5 separate regions of the Sus scrofa genome follow, and all the other regions are linked to region 4. The links are chromatin contacts, called in public HiChIP or PLAC-seq and promoter capture Hi-C maps. All regions are on one chromosome and are shown on one strand. The core of a region is the stretch at or near the end of the contact, and the rest is flanking DNA. Distances in the headings are between cores, read along the strand shown.

The links. Promoter capture Hi-C pulls out the DNA fragments that hold promoters and counts their contacts. HiChIP or PLAC-seq counts read pairs in DNA pulled down with a chosen protein or histone mark.
Region 1: a contact with region 4 is called in an H3K27ac HiChIP or PLAC-seq map of skeletal muscle. The contact joins the promoter of SEC63 here to the promoter of FOXO3 in region 4. A contact is called at or near these places in 1 of 5 promoter capture datasets (fetal liver) and 2 of 2 datasets of contacts at active chromatin or transcription factors (alveolar macrophages and skeletal muscle).
Region 2: a contact with region 4 is called in an H3K27ac HiChIP or PLAC-seq map of alveolar macrophages. The contact joins the promoter of CEP57L1 here to the promoter of FOXO3 in region 4. A contact is called at or near these places in 2 of 5 promoter capture datasets (fetal liver and liver), 4 of 47 Hi-C or Micro-C datasets (heart right ventricle, liver and skeletal muscle) and 2 of 2 datasets of contacts at active chromatin or transcription factors (alveolar macrophages and skeletal muscle).
Region 3: a promoter capture Hi-C map of liver shows a contact between it and region 4, with 6 times the contacts expected there. The contact joins the promoter of C1H6orf183 here to the promoter of FOXO3 in region 4. A contact is called at or near these places in 1 of 5 promoter capture datasets (liver), 1 of 47 Hi-C or Micro-C datasets (epiblast stem cells) and 1 of 2 datasets of contacts at active chromatin or transcription factors (skeletal muscle).
Region 5: an H3K27ac HiChIP or PLAC-seq map of skeletal muscle shows a contact between it and region 4, with 4 times the contacts expected there. The contact joins the promoter of PPIL6 here to the promoter of FOXO3 in region 4. A contact is called at or near these places in 1 of 5 promoter capture datasets (liver), 1 of 47 Hi-C or Micro-C datasets (embryonic fibroblasts) and 2 of 2 datasets of contacts at active chromatin or transcription factors (alveolar macrophages and skeletal muscle).

What each region holds. Positions count from the first base shown.
Region 1 is chr1:74,077,325-74,080,136 of Sscrofa11.1, forward strand. SEC63 (translocation protein SEC63 homolog) reads right to left here and starts at 1,281. Exons shown (of 21, transcript XM_001925479.7): 1 at 962-1,281. The coding sequence starts at 1,085.
Region 2 is chr1:75,169,729-75,172,441 of Sscrofa11.1, forward strand. It overlaps CEP57L1 (centrosomal protein CEP57L1), which reads left to right and starts at 1,265. Exons shown (of 11, transcript XM_021090896.1): 1 at 1,265-1,654. The coding sequence starts at 1,532. It overlaps SESN1 (sestrin-1), which reads right to left and starts at 646. Exons shown (of 10, transcript XM_021090855.1): 1 at 1-646.
Region 3 is chr1:75,226,580-75,229,512 of Sscrofa11.1, forward strand. It overlaps C1H6orf183 (putative uncharacterized protein C6orf183 homolog), which reads left to right and starts at 1,556. Exons shown (of 48, transcript XM_021090835.1): 1 at 1,556-1,688. It overlaps CEP57L1 (centrosomal protein CEP57L1), which reads left to right. Exons shown (of 11, transcript XM_021090896.1): 11 at 1,498-1,631. The coding sequence ends at 1,527.
Region 4 is chr1:74,628,151-74,631,054 of Sscrofa11.1, forward strand. FOXO3 (forkhead box O3) reads left to right here and starts at 1,545. Exons shown (of 2, transcript NM_001135959.1): 1 at 1,545-2,162. The coding sequence starts at 1,545.
Region 5 is chr1:75,506,627-75,509,612 of Sscrofa11.1, forward strand. It overlaps PPIL6 (peptidylprolyl isomerase like 6), which reads right to left and starts at 1,618. Exons shown (of 8, transcript NM_001243664.1): 1 at 1,464-1,618. The coding sequence starts at 1,586. It overlaps SMPD2 (sphingomyelin phosphodiesterase 2), which reads left to right and starts at 1,677. Exons shown (of 10, transcript XM_001925290.5): 1 at 1,677-2,227; 2 at 2,398-2,494; 3 at 2,608-2,684. The coding sequence starts at 2,178.

The DNA of each region.
Region 1 (2,812 bases), core at 31-2,530, 550 kb before region 4:
CAACCTATTAGGGCCTTGCAGTTCCAGCATCAGTTTTAAGAATATCACCTGCCATACGTCCTAGCGGCGTGCAACAAATGGAATCCAAACAATCCGAACATAAAATGCCTTGAAAAGAATCTATATAATTCTGTGTTCTAATCCAATGTTGTTTAACGTGAAAAGATTTAGAACTAAAAGCAAATGCACCCGCTACCTCACAAATGAACTACCTATAGACTTAATCCTTCCTTCATACTTGCACTTTTTCCGCCATAAACAGGAAACTCCAAAGAAAAGGAAATAGAGAAAAGCCTGGTTTTTTTGTTTTGTTTTTTTGCTAAGGGGAATAACAGCATTGCTCCCAACCCCCGCAGTGTAAGTGAACAAATGAAAAGGCAATAGGGGAAAGGCACGGGGGGAGGGGCGGCTGGCGAGCTCAGTTGGCGTCCTATAGATGCCACCCAGCTCTGACTGTGCCCAAAACATCTGTAACGACAGCTGCAACAGGCAAACGGGGGTGTGGGGGAAAGGGGACCGTGGGCTGAGGGTTCAGAGTGGAGCCTGCTCGCTCGGCTTCCTCCGTAGCCAACTCTCTACTCTCATCTTCCAGTTCCCATCCTCCCTATGCCATCTTGTTCCCTCCATAAAGAAAAATACCCCCATAAAAGCCGAGGAATAGAAGACAAAGAGACTGGACGAGGCTGCCAGGAGCCGCCAGAACAATAGAGGAGAGGGTGCAAAGCGAAACTCCAGAGGAGGACAATGAAGGGGGTGGAGAGGAGCCTGGAGAGGCACGGAGGGAAACACAGCTGAGCCCGGGCGCCGCCAGCGGCTGACGCCTGGACGCGAGGCCGGGCCGCGCGGGCGGTATCACCCCAAGCGCAGCGGACTGGGCTGGGCCGGAGCGGGCAAAAGCCGCGCGGCCCAGAAGAGCCGGAGGGGCCTGCGCAGGTCCACGGCAGCTACCAGCGGGACTCACCGGCATTCTGATCTCGGGGCCAGAGGTAGTATGTGGCCGGGATCACGATGAGCCCCACGAAGGAGGTGAGGAAGTAGAAGAAGGTGTTCCCGCTGTCATCGTACTGGAACTGCTGCCCCGCCATGGCGCCCCCTCCTCCGCCTCCCTCTTCTCACCGCCACCGCCACGACCCCCCTCTGTGCTCCAGCTCCCAGCGCCCCGGCCCGGTGTGGCGTAGCTCCTACGCCGCCGGCGCCGCTCCTCCCCGCCCCCACGCTACTCTCACGGACACGCCGCCGCCACCGCCGCCGCCACCGCCGCTGCCGACTCCCGATCTCGCGAGAAGACAGAGCTCCCGCCCCTCTCGGTTTTTCCCTCCCCTCCACCCCCTCCAGCCTCTCCCTCACACGCTCTCTGAGGGAGACGTGGCGCGCGCAGCCGGAGAATTCCGCGAGGCCCCGCCCTTATCCCTGCCCCCTTAACCTCAGCCCCGCCCTTCGAGTTCCTGTAGCTCCTCCCTTAGAGGCCCGCGGCTGCCTTCCTCTAGAGTCCCTCTCGCTCCCTTCTCGGTTTCCATTCCCCAGGTCGCGCTATGGTCTCGAGGGTCCTATCCCGGGCTTCCCGAACCACGCGTGCGGGGTTCACCTGACTGCGGTCCGGGTCACCGCTGTTCGAAGTATAGCTCAGGCTTCCTTGCCTCACCTGTTCGGCATCCCTACCTCACCCGTCCTGCCTTCTCACTTTTCTGTTTTCCTAGTTAATAACAGTGTTTACTGATATACAATCTCCTGAGGTAGACCGTGATGGAAAACAATATTTTTAAAAGAATTTATATATGACTGAGTCGCTTTGCTGTACAGGGATATTGGCACAATTGTAGATCAACGCGGCTTTAATAAAAAATAAAAACGTAAAAAAGAATATTTCCTTGGGTTAGGATCCAGCTCCTTCAGATCCCGGAAACAAGTGTCAAAACTGAGTGGCTCCAGAGCAGGAAGGAGAGGAGGGATGGTGAGGGGTTTTGTTTTTCTCTGGTTTGTTTGATTGTTGGCAAAGTAATGTGTGCCATTAAAAGACTGCAATCTACATTGCGCCCATTTTGCAGCTGGAGATGCCCCAAAGTAGTAGAGATAGTGACCTACCTATCCCAGAACTGATAATATTTGTAGCATTTTCTTCGGCAGGGGCAGTAGACTAAGACCTTCATTGCTTTAAATCGTTGACTATTTTAAGTCAGTGAACCCCTTGGGATAAATCAAAGGATGTCCTCTCTCCAGATGAGGAAATTGAGTGACTGCCTTAAGTCAGGCACCGTAAAAAAAGGTCTGGAGATTCAAATTCAAACCCAGTCACTCTGACGCCACAAAGCCAGTGCCCACGACCACCGTCTCATCGCGGACCCTTACACTCCCCAGAACTGCTGCCACCCCACCCCACCCCCGCCCCTGCAGAAGGTGGGCAGGACTCAGCTGTTGGAGGAGGGACCGCGGGGGGAGCAGTCGCTCTCCGCAGCCTCTCCCCTCGCTGACTGTGAGATCCCAGAGGCCGGTATCAGCCGAGCTGGGAGCGGGGAGGGCTGGTGCCCTGATATGCGAAGGACCCCACTGTCCCGCGGCAGCCCTGGCAGGGGCCTATCCCAACTTCTCCATCTACCCTCAGGAGACCGAAAGGAAGGGCCCACCCGACTCACAGAGTGGTTGTGAGGATTTATAAAAAGAGCTATAGTAAAAATGCTTTTCAAAAGAAAAATAATGATATAAACAAATACCACATATAACACTATTTTTAAAACATTTTAAGGCTATATAGTCTATTTACTAGGCTCCTTTCAATATACCTGCCATTACTGGAAGAGAAATCTAATCACATCAT
Region 2 (2,713 bases), core at 15-2,514, 540 kb after region 4:
GCCCTCTCCTTCTACCCGGAGTAGCAGTCTTCTAGTCAGACAAAAAAAAAAAAAAAAAAAAAAAAAGTTGGAAAGTTGAAACCTTACAGAGCTGGCTTTGCTGGACAGTGTCGGGGAAGTGTTCCTCTCCGTCTCTCGGGGTCAGCGGATATCCTCAAGCCGTGGAGCTGTCAAATCCGTGCTCTGCCCCAAAAGGCTGGATACAGTTGAACGCTCTGCAGCCACTCGGTGTTTTTTGTCCGTGCAGCCACGGTGTTCTCGGGAGCGTTCCCACCCCGCCCCTCCTCCGGCACCAGTCCCCGCCCTCCGCAGCTCCTCCCGCCCGGCCGGGCGCTGGCTGGAAAGGCTCGCCGAACCCTGGCTCGCTGGACGCCGCGGCTAGAGACCCTGGCGCTCCCCAGGGGCTGCAGTCTCGTGCAGCCTCTGTCTCGGTGGTGGCGTTGGAGGAACGCGTCTCTGGCTCTGCGGATTCAGAATCCACGGGCTGACGCTGCTTCTCTTCCAATCCCGGTATCCTCGCCCACTGCCGGCCAACCCAAACCGGCACAGGGCAGCCCAGCAATCCCCGATCGCGGGGCTGGGCCGCGAAGCTGGCGGAGCGGCAGGGCCCCAGGCGCAGAACCCGCCCCTTCGCCCAGCCCCATCGATGGGGCTCGGCCCAGAGGGCGGGAGCGGGGAGGGGAGACGGGGTCCTCACCCCCAGCCCCTCCCCTTTCTCCGCCCGGCACAAGCCAGGAGCCGCCCCTGCCCCTGCCCCTGCGCCCTCTTCCCCGCCCAAGCAGACGCGACCCGCTGAGGCAAAGCCATCGGAAAAAGCCCCGCCCTCCAACAAGCTACCTCCGGACCCCGAGCCCGCGAGCGGCCGCCAACCGCTGACGGCTGCTACGCATGCGTAACGGTGGGCCGGGCGCATGCGCCTTAAGAGGCACCGAATCTGCTCGGGGGGCGTTTTTTTTTTTTGTTTTTTGGTTTTTTTGGTTTTTTTTTGCCTTGACGTTCGGCTTCTTTGGGCTGAACGGGGGTAACGAAAAGTTGAAATACGCCGAAATTATCACACACGAGACAAGAACCGCAAATAAGGAGGGCACAGATAAACTCCTGGAAGAACTCGAATCAAAATTTAAAATCAGAGGAAAAAATAGAAACTCTTTATTGCGCCAAACACCAGATTTAAGAAGGCAGGGCGTCCTCGCATTGACTTCTGGGAAGTGTAGTTCTGGTGCTGTAGGCGCGTTCTGTTTGAGACAGAAACTACAGCTCCCGGGAGCCACTGCGACGTTGCCTGTGGCTCCCTGCGAGCCAACGGCTAGCGCTGCCGGAGATTTGACTGAGAGATTTGGCTTGGTGAGCACTGTGGGCTTGGCTGACACTTTTCCTTTGACAGTATTTTTCCTTCCTCCATTTCCTGTGGGATTTTAGAAAGGAAGCCGTCTCCTTAGAGCTGTACTCCTTAGTCCAGGGACTATCAGTAATCTACGTGGGAAGAACTAGTCCGAGTGCCCAAGACCGCGGGCGCGTTGAGAGGACATGGATGGTCGGAAAGAGCTGCATAAGGTCAGGCAAGAGGGATGCTGTGGAAACTAGTGCTCCGCGGTGCTACCTCTGCTTCTGCTCTGTCAGGTGGGCTCACGCGGGATGGACTCAGTATCCCTGTGTAAGTGCACCTTTGTTTGCCATTGCATAGGATTGTTTGAGGCTTTATTTGCGCAGAAGAAATCCTGTGCCACACTTTGAAAGAGAGTTGTCAAATCCTTTTTGTACAAAACTGAAGGGAAAAGAATCCCTCGTGTTCCTAGATATGAATATTTGCAGGCTTTAAGAATACCATATGGAAAAAAGACTTATAAAAATCTCTAAAATTTAGTAATTTTAAAAGATTAAATAATTTGTTTGCATATTGCTGTTTGAAGTCATTCTTCTTGAGAAAAGTTGAGGTTTGAAGGGCTATCACTGGACTGATAACAAATTAGTTTTAATTTTTCATGTTGCACAATACATGCGTTTCTAAAACTTAGTTTCTAAAAACCAAGTACTGGACAAGTGGAAAACGCACAGTTCCCATCTAGTTAAACTAATGGTTAAACATTATACAATACATATATAAAGTACAGTACACACATTAAACATACAGTACTATATGATATTATTAGGATGGCTAGAAAGATCACTTAGGCCGGTCTTGGAAAGTCAGGGAAATCTTCATCTCAGGGAAAGAGGGTCAAAAGAACAGCATATGGTGAGGCCAAGAGTGAGGGAGATAGTAATTTCAGGAAACTGCAATAAGCCAAAATCATATACATTTCAGGAGGAATAGCTTTTTGTGTTTTGATGTACAATACAGCAAAGAGAAAAGAGTAAAGAGCAGAAAAGAGAAACGTACTATGAATTTTCCAGATAGTTTCTGAAAGTGACCTATCCTTGAACAGAGTTCTGATGAATTGGTTTAATTTGGAAAGCCTAGAACATTCTAATGTTGCTTGTTTAAATCAGAATTTTAAAAAATGAGAACTTCCTTCTTATGAGTATGATTTCAGAAAACAAAGCCACTCCTTCTTGTGTCTTTTGGGGTGGGGGGAGGCTCATCTTCCTTTGTCCAACCCACAAAGGATAGGGTAGTTTCTTAAGTGTGGGTCTCCTTTTTACTTTGTGATTGAGTATGATCTCATTCATAGCCATGGTTTCACCACCACCTATGACTTAAATGTATAATTTC
Region 3 (2,933 bases), core at 306-2,805, 600 kb after region 4:
TATTTTTGACTAAAATATTAGATTTTTTTTCTCTCCAGGTTCGTAAACTTCAGCAAAAAGTTCAAAGTTCAAAGATGAGTGAAGCTTCAGCTATTCAGCAAGAAGATAGCAACCTGAAAGGATCAAAGAACATTAAAAATAGCCCTAGAAAATGTTTACTAACTAATTCTCTTCAAAAGAACAGCAGCTTTCATCCAATACGAGTCCATAACCTTCAAATGAAATTGAGAAGAGATGATATCTTGTGGGAACAGTAACACAGTAGCAAAACTATCACCTTAAATGAACTCTGTCATTGAGATCCTGAACTGTCTAAAGTGCTTTTAATTCAATATACCTTTATGAAATTTTGAATTATGTTTCTAGCCTTTATAAATTGTAGTATTTTTTAAATTAATGCCTGATGACCTCCGAAGAGTCCCAAATAATAAATGATTGCTTTTTTTGTTTTGCTTATTGACTGAGGTACCTAATCTCGCCATATTTTAGAAACATTGTTCACTTTGCACATACCTTAAGCTAAATTTAAGGAATTATACACAAGGAGTTCCTGTCGTGGTACAGTGGTTAACGAATCCGACTAGGAACCATAAGGTTGCAGGTTTGATCCCTGGCCTTGCTCAGCGGGTTAAGGATCTGGCATTGCCATGAGCTGTGGTGTAGGTTGCAGACGTGGCTCGGATCCCGAGTTGCTGTGACTCTGGCGTAGACCCCAAGCCTGGGAACCTCCATATGCGCAGGTGCGGCCCAGAAAAGACAAAAGAAATTATACACAAATGATATTTAAAATTCAGTTAAATTTGAGACACAAGTGGTATTCCATTTTTTCATTTAGTAGGCTTATAACCTTAAGAACCAATATAAAATTAAGAGTATGGAAAGGTCTTTTAACTTTTGTGATGCTTCCTCCCTATCTTGTTTTAGAGCTGGGAAACTTTTCTTCTTTAGAAAGGGAAAAGCTTTGTGAAGAGGTCTTAAGCCCAAGTCTTTATGTGACAATTAGAAATAGTAACCTAGGAGTTCCTGTCGTGGCTCAGTGGTAACGAACCCGATGAGTATCCATGAGAATGGGGGTTGGATCCCTGTCCTCGCTCAGTGGGTTAAGAATCTGGTGTTGCCATGAGCTGTGGTGTAGGTCATAGACGTGGCTCAGATCCTGCGTTGCTGTGGCCATGGTGTAGGCCAGCAGCTGCAGCTCCAGTTTGACCCTTAGCCTGGGAACTTCCATATACTGAACTTGTGGTCCTAAAAAGCAAGAAAAAAAGAAAAGAAATAGTAAGCTAATCTTAGTTGACAGTAACTTAACTGTGGAAACCTTTCTTTGCTCTTCCCATTCTCTTTTATAAATCTAGTTTTGATTTATTTTAACACAAATCATCTGTTTTATCTTACTCTTTTATAACTATATTTTTGATATTTTGATTAGCAATATCATAAGAGATTTCTTTGAACATATAGCTTTATAATAAATTTACATTTGTTGACCTGTCTTTCCAGAAGCCTGCAGAAACTGGTAGACTCTTCTGAACTTTGGTTTCTCATGAAAATTCTTTAGGGCAACTAGAGAATTGGCATCATCGACTGAAGTAGAAATAGAAGACTGGCAGAAAAGGCATAATAGAAGAGAGGAGCTCAGAAGATAGGGTGGCAGTTTAAGAGATGGTGATTCCAAAGGGACAAAGTTGGAGGTACATCTTTATCTACAGGTGGGGAATGTTCAAAGTATGAAAGAATTAAAAGATCAAGGTCTTGGGGAGAAATTCCCATTGTGGCTCAGCAGAAATGAACCCGACTAGTATCCATGAGTGATGCGGGTTCAATCCTTGACCCCACTCAGTGGGTTAAGGATCCTGTGTGTCCACAGGCTGTGGTATAGGTTGCAGACGTGGCTCGAATCTGGCATTACTGTGGCTGTGGTGTAGGCTGGCAGCTGTAGCTCCGATTCAACCCCTGGCCTGGGAACTTGCATATGCGACTGGCGTGGCCCTAAAAAGCAAAAAAAAAAAAAGATCTTGGGGAGCTAGGAAAAGAAATTTTTTTAAAGGTAGTCTTTATATCCTCCTAGGAAATCTCAGAAAGTGTGTATAAGAGAAAGAGGATAATTGTGGACCCTCTGTGGGGGAGGAAGAAAACTGATACATTCTCATTGAGAGAATAGGTGCTATATCAGAAGACCTTTCATACCTGAAGTGGGAGATGGCTGAAAATAATTTATACTTCAAATTGTCCTTGAAAGTAACTAATGGCAGAGATAAAAGTTTCTTTCCCTCTGTTTTAAACAGTACATGTCCTTCACCCACTTTTACTCCCTCTCCCTTTACAGCTTCTTCAGCCCCAGAGATGTTCAGTTTTGTCACCTTATCATTTTTGTGACTTTAATTTTTCTTCTTGAAAATATGAATGCTATAGTTCATACTTAGCAAAAAACTCACCAGGACCATAATGAGCCCAGTCTTTCTGTGCCTTTGTTTTTAATGCACTTAGGACAGTGGCCCAATATATTTAGTTTATCAGTGGTGAAATTATTACTTCTAAAAATATATTACTAAAACAAATTACCAGAAGAAATTAAAATCAATTAAGGAATACTTGAACATTTCAATTAAGAATTGAGAATTTTCTTGCAAAATTAGTGTCATATAGTAGAAAAAACACAGATTTCAGAATTAGGAGACTTGGGGTTCATATTTGTGATTCCTCCAGTTAGTAGTTTAGGCAATTGAATAACTTTTTTCGGCCTCCATTTCTCATTTATAAATCTAGGATTGTATTACTACCTACCTCCCAGGCTTATTGTGAGGATTAAATGTCAAAGCACCCAGCAAAAGTGTTGGCACAGAATAAAAACTCAGTAAATGTTAAATCTGAGTACCCATGCAGACTTAGTAGAACCTAAGTTTGTATGGGTTAAAGCCTGAAGGCAAGAGCCAAAA
Region 4 (2,904 bases), core at 295-2,794:
AGCGCACCCGGGCACGCTGCCCAGCCCTCCCCCTGGGCGGGGACCCGCTCGCCGTCAGCCTAGGTTGAGGCACCCTGCGTGTGTCTATAACTTTGTGCTGCTGCCGCGGCCGCCCTGCTCGTGGAAGGGAGGAGGAGGAATGTGGAAGGCGGCGGCGCGCTGGCTGACAGGCGGTTCCTCAGGCGGGCTGCAGCAGCGGCGGCCGGAGCGCCTCTCCTTGGCTGAGGTTGTGCGCCCCCTCCTCGCCGCGCCCCGGGCCCGCGCGGGATTGTGCGTCCTCCCCCCTCGTCACTGAAGGGAAGGAACCGAGGTAGGCGCCGGAGCTGTGCAGCGGGGCGGCCGCCTTCCCGGTGACTCCGGATCTGCTTCCGAGCTGGGCCAGGCGCTTCCCTTTTCCCTCCCCGTGACTCGGTGTGCGCGCCCTTCTTCTCTCCCGCTAGTGTTTTTAAAGGACTTGAGTGAAGGGGGGAAACTGTCAAGATGGCAGCAGTGGGAGCAAGGAGGTGATGAACGTGCTGGTCCGGGTTTTCTGTTGGCCTGGGAGACTTGTGCTTCCTGACCTGTTGGAAGATTTACGTTTCGACTACTCCCCTCCCCCCCGTTCTTATAGGGAAAGGGGTGGAGGGCACAACGCCCGCGAGAAAATAAACCACACCACCCCCAAAGTGGCCGTTGCTGCTCAGCTCGACCCTTGGCAAACACCCGCTGAGCTGCTTGTCTCCCTTCTTCCCGTCTTTCCCTGTTCCTGGAAGTGACAAGGGCCCGTTTGCGCTCGGACCCACATTCGCCCTCTCGGCCCGCGGGCGAAGAGAGGAGAAGGGGACTGCCCGCGCAGTCCTCGGGCTCGGGTCCTCCGCTGGGAGGGGATGGCAGGAGAGCGCGGAGGCGGCGGGGCCGGGACCAGGCCGGGGAGAAGAGCCGAAGACGCCACAGACTTTGGCGGCGGTGGCGCCGCGGGAAGCACTTGTGCGGGCCGGAGCGAAACATAAACAAACGCACGCACACCCGGGCTCAGGCTCCGACCGCGTCTGGGCTGCGCCAGCTCGGGCTGCTGCCCGCTTTAAAGGCGCGGCTCGCGCCCCTCCCCCGCCCCGCCCCTCCCCCTTCTTCCCCGCCCCGCCACCTAGCCCAGTGGAGACCTGCAGCTCCGCTGGCGGTGGCGGCGGGGGGAGGGGGTTGCCCCGTGCGAGCCTGTCGATTCGCTCCTGTCTCCCCCGCGGCCTGACCAGGGGGTGGCGTCTGCAGCGCCAGGTTCGCGGGACGCACGTCTCCAGGTCTGCCTGCTCCTGGGAGGCGGGCGCGGTGTGGTCGGGAAACGGCGGCGGCGGCGGCGGGCGAGGACTCGCCGGGGACTGAGCTCCAGCCCGGGATAATCAACTCTCCTTCTCTCTCCTCTCGTGCTTTCCCAGGCGGCGGCAGTAGCAGCGGCGGCGGCGCCCGGGAGCCCGAGCCTTCGCGGCGCCCCCGTCCCTCCCCCGCCGCACCCCGCCCCGGCGCAAGAGGAGAGTGTGAGAGCCGGAGCCGCGGGCGGGCAGGCGGCGAAGATGGCAGAGGCGCCGGCCTCCCCGGTCCCGCTCTCTCCGCTCGAAGTGGAGCTGGACCCGGAGTTCGAGCCCCAGAGCCGTCCGCGCTCCTGTACGTGGCCCCTGCAGAGGCCGGAGCTCCAGGGGAGCCCGGCCAAGCCCTCGGGGGAGGCGGCCGCTGACTCCATGATCCCCGAGGAGGAGGACGATGAAGACGACGAGGACGGCGGCGGTAGGGCCGGCTCGGCCATGGCGATCGGCGGCGGCGGGGGCGGCCCGCTGGGCTCTGGGCTGCTCCTGGAGGACTCGGCCAGGCTGCTGGCTCCCGGAGGGCAGGAACCCGGGTCCGGCCCAGCCTCCGCGGCGGGCGCGCTGAGCGGAGGGACGCAGACGCCGCTGCAGCCTCAGCAGCCACTGCCACCGCCGCAGCCGGGGGCGGCTGGGGGCTCCGGGCAGCCGAGGAAATGCTCCTCCCGGCGGAACGCCTGGGGGAACCTGTCCTACGCCGATCTGATCACTCGCGCCATCGAGAGTTCCCCGGACAAACGGCTCACTCTGTCCCAGATCTATGAGTGGATGGTGCGCTGCGTGCCCTACTTCAAGGATAAGGGCGACAGCAACAGTTCTGCCGGCTGGAAGGTGCGTACCCACCTCGGACGGGCGGACAGACCCGCCCGGTCTCCTGCGCAGTGCGAGACGCGCCTTCGATTCGTCCGAGCGCGCCTGCGGGCGCCCGGGAGAGGGGTTGGCAGGGAGAGCCTCAGCTGTAAGGCTTTGGGGGTTCTGTGTGACCTCCGGAGGAGGGGAGCCCGGGGACCGCTGCGGACGCGGCGGGAGCGGGAGAGGAGGCTCCTGGGGAAGCCTCAGGCTTGGCCAGATGGGCAGGAGTGCATTTGCCCGATTCCTGGGTTGTAGCGGAGGAGGTACGTCCGCGGCCAGCTTTGGAGCAGGTTTCCCCGTAGTGGGGGTGCGGCGAGGCCGCTGCGGGTGGAGTGAGGGGACTTGTTTGGGAATCAGTGCCCAGAGGAGGGGTTGGATTTGTGGTTTCCAGTCGGTCGCCTAAGCGTGGTGTGTTGAGACTAGCCAGATGAGAACCCCTGTGTCCAAGTTTCAGGCTTGTAGGTGTTAACTCCCACAGGCACATCGATCCCATTACAAAAAGCAGTGGTTGTAAACCTTTTCCTGGCCGGCTCTCTTTCCTTGCGTGTGTTAACACCTTTATTCCTAAGAGGTGTCTCAACCTTAAACCTTCCTCTGAGTAGCCTCTGAGATGATCTGGGCCCCGACCCGGCCAGCCCTTCCACCTCAGCGGGAACTGTCCTGCACCTGCTGCTTCCCCGCTGAGGCCTGGCCTCTGGAGCTGTTTCAAGCAGCGGGTCCA
Region 5 (2,986 bases), core at 368-2,867, 880 kb after region 4:
AAAACATCCTTCGCAAAAGGAGCTAAGAAAAAATGAGGGAAAAAAAATCCCTCAAGCTCCATTAAATACAACTTGGGCCATAAAACTTTGCTCATCCTATCAACCCAGCTAACACAGTCCATAATTTCTATTTTAAATGATCAACATTTGGTTTTTAGACTTCTTATCACATATTCTCTTCATCTGGATATAAACTTTACTGATTTCGCACAAATTAGTTACTATTTCCTGATTTAATGTAAATACAGACTTTAACGCGGTGGACTTGGAGCAGGCAAGAAGGTAGGAATTCTTAAGATTTCTTCTATTTGGGAACATTTTGTGTCAAGTATCCAGCTGGGTACTTTGGGAGATAACAAACATGAAGAAGGCATTGTTCTGGAGTCTAATGAGGCTTTGAAGAATAGAAGCTTGGCATAATCTTACAGCGGCATTTCTGGAGCAAACCCCAAAGACGTGCTGAATTTGACATTTCAGTAATTCATACATTTCTGCATTTCTGCTGCATTCGGTTACAGGTGTGGTGCAGCATTATTGACCTAGCCAAATTCTTCCAATTAAAGTGTTTTTCCTTTGACATCATTCCACATGTTTACAAAGAAATGTCTGGATTCTCCAAAGCATTTGTGGGTTGTTTGTTAAGAAATCCCTGGAGTTCCCGTCGTGGCGCAGTGGTTAACGAATCCGACTAGGAACCATGAGGTTGCGGGTTCGATCCCTGCCCTTGCTCAGTGGGTTAACGATCCGGCGTTGCTGTGAGCTGTGATGTAGGTTGCAGACGCGGCTCGGATCCTGCGTTGCTGTGCCTCTGGCATAGGCTGGTGGGTACAGCTCCGATTAGACCCCTAGCCTGGGAACCTCCATATGCCGCGGGAGCGGCCCAAGAAATGCCAAAAAAAAAAAGACCAAAAAAAAGAAATCCCTTAAGCACCTTCAATGGAATGGCCCTGACTGTTATAGAAAATTTACAGGGGGAAAAAACTCATCCCTTCCCAAATGAATAGTTTTCAAAAATTACTTGGGGTGGGATTTGAAAAAATCAGCCGCTTACGGGGTACCATTTTCTTTCACAAAGTTTTAAAATCTATAATTTCAATTAAAAATTAATGTGGAGGAGTTCCTCCCGCAGCACAGTGGGTTAAGAACCCGACTGCAGCAAGCTCCTGAAGCTGCAACCATAAAAGAAAAAATTTTTTTTTACCGTGGAATAAAATGTGTGGTAATTTAGAGGAAGGAATCACCTTTATTCCCAGCAAGGTCCTGAACGCTTCCTTCGCTCCGATCTCCCTTTAAAGGTAGCCCTTCTCGAGGTGGAACTCCCGCCAGTACCCGCACCTGCCTTTGCACGCTCCTGTCCACATCAGCCAGAACCTCCCCTCCCCGATCCTGAAGCCCCGCCACGAGAAGGCGCTAGACACAGAAGCCGGACCGGCCGCCCACACTTGCGGTTTCTTCGCGGTTACCTCAGCGGTGCTCTTCGCAACTTGAAAGCTAGAGCTTTTGAAGAGCCCCACCACCTTCACCTGCAGCGGCTGCTCGGGCGGCAACTGCGAGCTGCAGGGGACCGAAAGCCGCTGGCTAGCCATGGCAGCGCGCGAGGACTCCTTGGAGCACAAACACTGCGTGTCGCCAGGGCAACCACGCGACCCCGCCCCCGCCGCCCGCCGGGAGGAAGAGGGCGGGGCGAGGCGTTAGGGCCCGGCGTTTCCTCAACTTTGCTCCTGTTGCTGGTGAGCCGCCTGCGAGGCTAGAGAGGACGCCTGGGCTCCCGCCCCCAGCGGCGAGCGAAGAGGAACCGGGAGCCTACGTCCCACAAGACTCAGCCCGGTCTGCCGCCTGCCCGGGCCTCCTCCAGGACCCCGCCCCGACCCCCGCCTAGGGTCCTCCGCGGGACCTCCTCTCGCGCGGCAGCGGACTCTCATCTGCGCCCGATTTCGCCGCAGATCGCCTTTCCGGGTTGGCGCGCAGCTAGATTGGGGCCAGTCGGCCGGTTGCCCGGGTAACGCGGGAGGCCGTCCCAGGCCGCGCGGGCCTCGCGGCCGCGGCCTTCCCAGGAGCGCGAGGGCGGGGCGACCACCTGTGCCCTTTACCCCTCGAAGAGCCCGGCCAGCTCGCCCGCCTCGGGCCGCACCGCGCTGCCTTTGCGGAGCCGTCCCGCGCCCCCCAGTGCCCTCGCCATGAAGCCCACCTTTTCCCTGCGACTGAAGATCTTTAACCTCAACTGCTGGTGAGTGCGCCCGCCGCCCCGGGCCTGGGACCTCCCTCACATCCGGGGCTCGGCTCTCCCCTGCGCTGCAGCCTCCGGGTATGGAGACAGCGCGCACCTCGCCCCAGCTCCGATGTTTCCCGGAGCGCCGACCACCCCCGCCGTCACCTCCCTGCCCTTCTGGTTCTCAGGGGCATTCCCTTCCTGAGCAAGCACCGGGCCGACCGCGTCAAGCGCCTGGGAGACTTTCTGAACATGGAGAGCTTCGACCTTGTTCTGCTGGAGGAGGTGGGGCCGGGCGGAACTATTGTGGAACCTTGGCCCGAGGGGGCGGCTGGGGGTGCTAGCGGGTCTTTCTCCCCGGGGAAGGGCCGGGCCAGCATCTTGACCCCATTCCTCAGGTGTGGAGTGAGCAGGATTTCCAGTACCTGAGGCAGAAGCTGTTGCCCACCTACCCAGCTGCACACTACTTCAGGAGGTGAGGAGCCGCCTGGCCTCAGACCTGGAGGCTCTTGGCCCTGCCTGCCCTTCCCTACGCTGCCTGCAGCCTATCCCCACCCCAACCCCGCCCAGGCTCCTCTTCTCTGAGTGTGGGAGCAGGAAGAGGCAGAAGGAGGAAGAGCTAGTTCTTCAGCTCTTCTCAAGACTTATTATCAGGGCGTCCTATCAGCCCCAGAACAGCTGATGCTTTGAGTTTCCTTCTGGGGTGGTGCCAGGGGCAGAGAGGAGAAGGTAGCTGATAAGAAGGGAAAGACGCCTAGGGGGAGATTTCTTTGTTTG